Linked DNA regions of Mus musculus: region 1 is linked to region 2. A link is a contact called in public HiChIP or PLAC-seq data. All regions are on one chromosome and are shown on one strand. Each heading gives the region's core, a stretch centred on a gene start, on an enhancer-like site or on the middle of the called end of the contact. The rest is flanking DNA. Distances are from core to core; before and after follow the strand shown. Region 1 holds the start of Niban2 (niban apoptosis regulator 2). Region 2 holds the start of Eng (endoglin).

Region 1 (2,700 bases), core at 35-2,534, 230 kb after region 2:
GTTTTCCTGCATGAATTTATTCACCCCAGGTGAGTATAGTAGCTTGTAGAGGCAGAAGTAGTAGTCAGATACCCGGGAAATGTAGTTATAGGCATTTGTGAACTGCCTGATGTGGGTGCCAGGAAAGGACCGGAGTGCTCTTGCAAGAGTAGTAAGAGCTCTTACCGCTAAGCTAAGCCGTCTCGCCAGCCCCACAGCCTCAGATCTGTCCTCCCTACTGCATGCACCCCTACACTTAAGCACAGCATCTTGCAGGAGGCTTAGCAAATGAGTGTTCACCACAGTGGCTGACTGCTGATGGAAAGCATGACAGAGAGTCTGCATCACCTGGTGTGGTGGTGACAGGCCTACAAGACAGGTGCCTAGTTATAGGTAACTGTTACAATCCTGCTGCCAGGTGTCAGGGTTACAGGGAGAGCAGCTAATAACTGGTGGAGCGCATTATAGTGGTGAGCCAAGAGGTGTGAGGGAGCAGCAACACAGCCAGCCCTGGTCACACAGGCAGTGCAGACCAAGTCATCAAATTAGTCTCCTCTACCGGCTTGGGAGGTCCAGAAACCGAAACACCTTCTGTTAGTTACCTACCCATGCCCAGCCCTACTGTACAAGTACCCAGAGTCCGAGGTCCCGGCTTTTCATTTCAGACAGTCTAACAAAGTGCAAAAATAGCCTTCCTGCTTTGCTCTGTTCAGCAAGCCTCCTTCGAATGAAACGCCCACGAGCCGGGCCTGAGGAATGACCTCTTGATGATATCTTTGAGCTCTAACCATGTCCCCCCGCACCCCCCGCCCCATCTCTTCCCCTCCCTTGTCCCTCAGTCTTCCACCCCATACTTGTCCATTTTCCCTCCCCGTCTACCCCTATCTATTGTGCAAGACGGGTTGGCACACCTTCTAGGACAGGTCCGATCAAGGCTAGGGGACTTCCCCAGTGCAAGCAGCTGTGGGCGAGACTGGGGGAAGGGGGCAGGAGGAATGCTGAATTCCCACACGTCCGTCCCGGCGTCCCCTTGTAGTCCCTACATTGTCCTCGGCTTGAGGAGGGGAGAGGAGACGCTTAGGCTACAGCCCCAAGGGCTCTCCGTTTTCTGCGATACCCCCATCAGCCTTTTCTTCGCTGCTATCTGAATTTGAAGCACACCAAGCAGGTCCGTCCCGGGTCTCCTTTCTGGGGATCTTCTCTTTGTCTAAGTCTCCTCGCTGTCTGGAGGTCCCCTCCCGCCTTGGACTGGAGAGGAGGGCGTGGCTCCGACAGGGGCGTGGCCTGGCCTGGCCTGGCGGGGCGGGGCGGGGCGGGCGCCGGGGCTTGGGCGCGGGCTAGAGAGGCAGCAGCGGCCGGAGGGAGGGACGCGGTGGGGATCTCGGTGGGAGCGCAGAGAGAGCAGCCGAGGCGGCAGCGGGGCTGCGGGGCGACGGCGGCAGCGGGGCCTGCGGACTCCATGGCGCCAGCGGCGTCAGTCTGAGTAGCGGCGGGCGGATCCGGCCGCGTCTTCTCCTCGCCATGGGAGACGTACTGTCCACACACCTGGATGACGCACGGCGCCAGCACATCGCAGGTGAGCACCGCTCAGCGCCCGGCCGGCCTGGGGCTCCCCGGGCACCCCGGGCCACGCCTCCGATCTCATGGGGAGCGGTACTCGAGAGTCAAGGCCCAGGTCGGGACGAGAGCCGGCCAGACCCTTACTCTTCCTCCGAACTTGTTCTCTCTCGGTCTGGACGGCCCTTCCAGGCCCTTCTGTATGCTCCTTTCACCCTTTGAGGAGCCTGGGATCCCATTTCTCTACTGGATCCCACTGCTCCCCTTGGAGCCCAGCCTGGCCAGAACCATGCACTTACAGGCGTGGCGGAGGGGTCGCGCCCCCCATCTTTCCCAACAACGTTCCAAGCCTAACCTCTACTCTGGACTCTGCCCCACAGAGTCAGACCTTCCAGACTCCCCCCTCAGCTGCCTTGTTCCTCCTCGCCCTGGCCTCAGTCCGGGTACACGTGGCTGAAGCTTACAGGGGGATGGGCCCTTAGAGAGCCGGGGACCGAATGTGGAGAGTGGGGCTAAGGAGAGATGGGGTGCCCTTGAAGGGGCGGGTCCCTGTCTTTGGGCTTTACCTCAGCAGAGTGCTGGCACTACAGCCTAGGGGGTCTGTTTATGGCCAGAGCTGGTTCTCTCAGAGCCAGAGTTCAGTCTCTCAGTACCTCTCAGTACCTTCCTTCTGCCAGCCTTGCTCTCAGCCTGTCACTGCGCGGTGGACACTTCTCTAGAGGGAGTTGCTCCCAAGTCTGTGGAGTGCAGGATCCTGGGCTCATTGTAGGGAGTGGGAGATGGGGTGAGAATCTCAGGCTATCCCAAAACAAAGCTTGGCTGACCACAGGCAAGTCAGGCCTGGCGGTCCTGAATGTAATTTCAGCTTCTCTCCCAAGTGTGTGATCCTGAGCCAGTCTCTTTTGTTTTGGTTTTCCCAGCCAGGGTCTCACCATGTAGTTGTGGCTGTAGACCTGGCTGGCTTCGAATTCGTAGAGAGCCACTTGCCTCTGCCTTCCAAGTGCTGGGATTAAAGGCCTGGGGCACCACTGCCCTGCTTGAGCCAGTCACAATGTCCAAGAGCTTCGGTGTTGCCTTCCTAAGGGGCGGGTGTTGACTTCTTGGGATGGCTGCTGAGAGCTTAGTGAGCTTTGCTTAGTACAGGAGGCCCTGAGACCTGGCGTG
Region 2 (2,700 bases), core at 100-2,599:
TGGGTGAGAGCAGGCTGACCTTCCTCCAGGCTGCCTTAGGAACCACACCCACCCTCCCTGCCTCATGTCAGCCCCCCACAGAGACAAACTGCTGACCTTGCCTGGTCACTGAGGCACAAAGACTGGAGGGCACCTAGAAGCCAGGCCTGAAACGCCAGGTCAACGTCTCCTTTCAGAGGTTCTGCTTCTCAGCCTTCTCAAGAGAGATGACTCCCACTGCCCCTTATGTTGGAGTGGGCAGAGATAGGCATCTTAACCTCCCCACATCCTTACTATTGCCCCGGGATGATGCAAATACCACTTACAGCTTTAGCCTATGCTTGGTTCTTTGCTTGCTGCATCTGGACTCCCCCAGTCCCTGACACCTCTCTGGGCAGCTCAGGTTTCTTCTTCAAGCTTCCCTGGGCTTGACCCTAAATGCTACCCAGCAGCACAGTGGGGACACAGTATGTGTTCACTGTTTGCAGAATGAGCAGGGGTCTTTCTGGGATTGTTGCCTTGGCTGAGGAAGGGAGCTGGATTGAGAACCGGCTCCTGCAGACCTGGCCCAGGGTTCAGTGTTGTAGCAGGCTAGCATCTGGCCCTCAGGGATCTCCCAAGAGCCTGGCTGTGAAGAGGACCCAGCTGGGCCCTGCGTTACAAACAACAACAGAGATTAGGGAGTTACTTGGAAATAAATAAGGCAGGCCCAGACCCAGGGCTATCAGACTTCAGAAATGCCATGAAAGTTTGTGCCTGTCCCTCTTTGGATACATAGTGTCCCTATGTATCAGCCCAGGCTGATCTGCAAGTCAGCGAATCCCTTCTGCCATGGCCTGCAGGGGGCAAAAATTATAGGTGGGTGCCACCAAAGTCAGCTGTGTTTCCCTTGCCTTTGGGACTGTGTGGGCCCTGACCATCTCCATGGGAACAGTCTCAGCTGTTCTACTATGTTAACCTGGGAACGCATCTTCTTCATGTTGGGCTTCAGTTTCCCTGTCTATAATACAAAGGGTGCAACCAAGGGCGATGCTTCTGAAAGTCTGTGTTGATGCTGGCGGGGACCAGCTAGAATCCCAAGTTCCATCTTCCCAGAAGGCTGTCCCAGTTTGTTTTCTCATCTGTAGAATGGAACCCGAGCTACAGGGACTTCAACCAGACCTTGTCCCCTATAAGGTTGCCAGATGTGTCCTCACCAGCCAGCCTTGGCAAGGGTAGGTGGAGGGTGGGGTGCATGGGGGAGGTCTGTTGCCTGGGCCCTCCCATCACCCTACCTCCCCATCCCAGGGCCCCCCACCCAGCGACAAAGCCTGTGGCACTTCCTCTACTCGCCTGGCAGGCAGCCTGGCCCGGCCCCTTCTCTAAGGAAGCGCATTTCCTGCCTCTCTGGGCCGGGCTGGATGAGCTGAGCTCCCTGCCCTGACAGTCAGACCCCTGCCTTCATCTGTGTCCCGTCCCCAGGCCAGGACCGCCGACAGCTGCTGCCCGAAAGAGCCCAGTGACTCTTTCCCACCACCCAGTCAGCTAGAGACTCCTGCCCTGCTGTGAGTCTCGAGCCCACTTCTCCTGACTTCTCCGCCGCCACCTCAGAAGGCTGGAGCAGGGACGTGGTCGCTCCGGCCGCCTGCTCCCTTCGGATCCCCGCGCGAACCCACGCAGGCCCCGGCGCCCGCCCGCAGCCTTACCTCTGGATACCGGATAAGGCCCAGCGCACAGACTCCCGGGTGGACAGCATGGACCGTGGCGTGCTCCCTCTGCCCATTACCCTGCTGTTTGTCATCTATAGCTTTGTACCCACAAGTAAGTGTCCAGCGCCCCTGGGTGGGAACAAGCCCAGGCTAGACCCTGGGTGTTACAGGTCTTATTCCCATGTCCCAAGCTACTAGCTGATGAAGCCACCCCCAATGTATTAGGAGGTAGAAATGGGATCACCAACTATTTTGGTTCAGTGGGAGTAAAATGTTTCATAGGATGCCAAACTTAAGCATTAGACGTCTGGGGAGAAGTGGGATAAGCTATTTAAGTTAGCGTTGGCACCTTCCTGTTATCCTTCCTGCTGTGTTCAGCTATCAAGAAGGCCAGGAGCTACACTGCTATGCATCACTGAGAGTATTCCCTCCCATCTCTGAGCCTTGAGTTTCCCATTTGAGGAAGTTTAGGAAGGAGGATGCAGAAGTAAATTTAGGCTCTGGGTCCAACTTTGACCTCCTTGTTTTCTTGTATGAGCCTTGAGGCCTCCGTGCCAGAGGATGCTTAGAGCAAAGACTGGTGATGAGATCATTTGTCCGAAGAGTTTCTGTTTCACTAGCTTCAAGTTCTCCCAGCATTCCCGGGCTTTGCCCGCTCCCGGAACCCCCCAAGGGCACATGCTCTGGCCTTCTCCATTTGCCTTTCTGAGAAGGGTACAGGCTCCATTAGGGACTCTGTGGATCTTCTCAGCCAGGGTGACTATTGAAAGTGATCTGAGGAGGGTCGGTGAGGAGCCTGGACCCCAGTCCTACTCACGAAGGGTCACAGCAGGGCCTGGTCCCCAGCCACCTCCCTGAGGATCCCCGCCTACCAACCTGCAGATTCAGGGGCATGTTCAAGGGTTGGGGTGGGCAGCCTGGAAGAAAGAGTATGGGAAATGATGGGGCCATCCTGGCACTCAAAGTCCACAATTGATGGGAAATCTGTCATCGCGGGTTAACCGGAAATTGAGTCTCAGAAACACTGAGTGAC

Evidence for each region. HiChIP or PLAC-seq counts read pairs in DNA pulled down with a chosen protein or histone mark.
Region 1: a contact with region 2 is called in an H3K27ac HiChIP or PLAC-seq map of microglia, with 5 times the contacts expected there. The contact joins the promoter of Niban2 here to the promoter of Eng in region 2. A contact is called at or near these places in 5 of 39 promoter capture datasets (the C10 cell line, cranial neural crest, embryonic stem cells and 1 more), 4 of 115 datasets of contacts at active chromatin or transcription factors (craniofacial prominence, embryonic stem cells and microglia) and 1 of 9 other capture datasets (liver).

Annotation. Positions count from the first base shown.
Region 1 is chr2:32,874,850-32,877,549 of GRCm38.p6, forward strand. Niban2 (niban apoptosis regulator 2) reads left to right here and starts at 1,285. Exons shown (of 14, transcript NM_146119.2): 1 at 1,285-1,555. The coding sequence starts at 1,501. The region is part of intron 2 of Gm13523 (a long non-coding RNA gene); the gene reads right to left.
Region 2 is chr2:32,645,246-32,647,945 of GRCm38.p6, forward strand. Eng (endoglin) reads left to right here and starts at 1,350. Exons shown (of 15, transcript NM_007932.2): 1 at 1,350-1,779. The coding sequence starts at 1,713.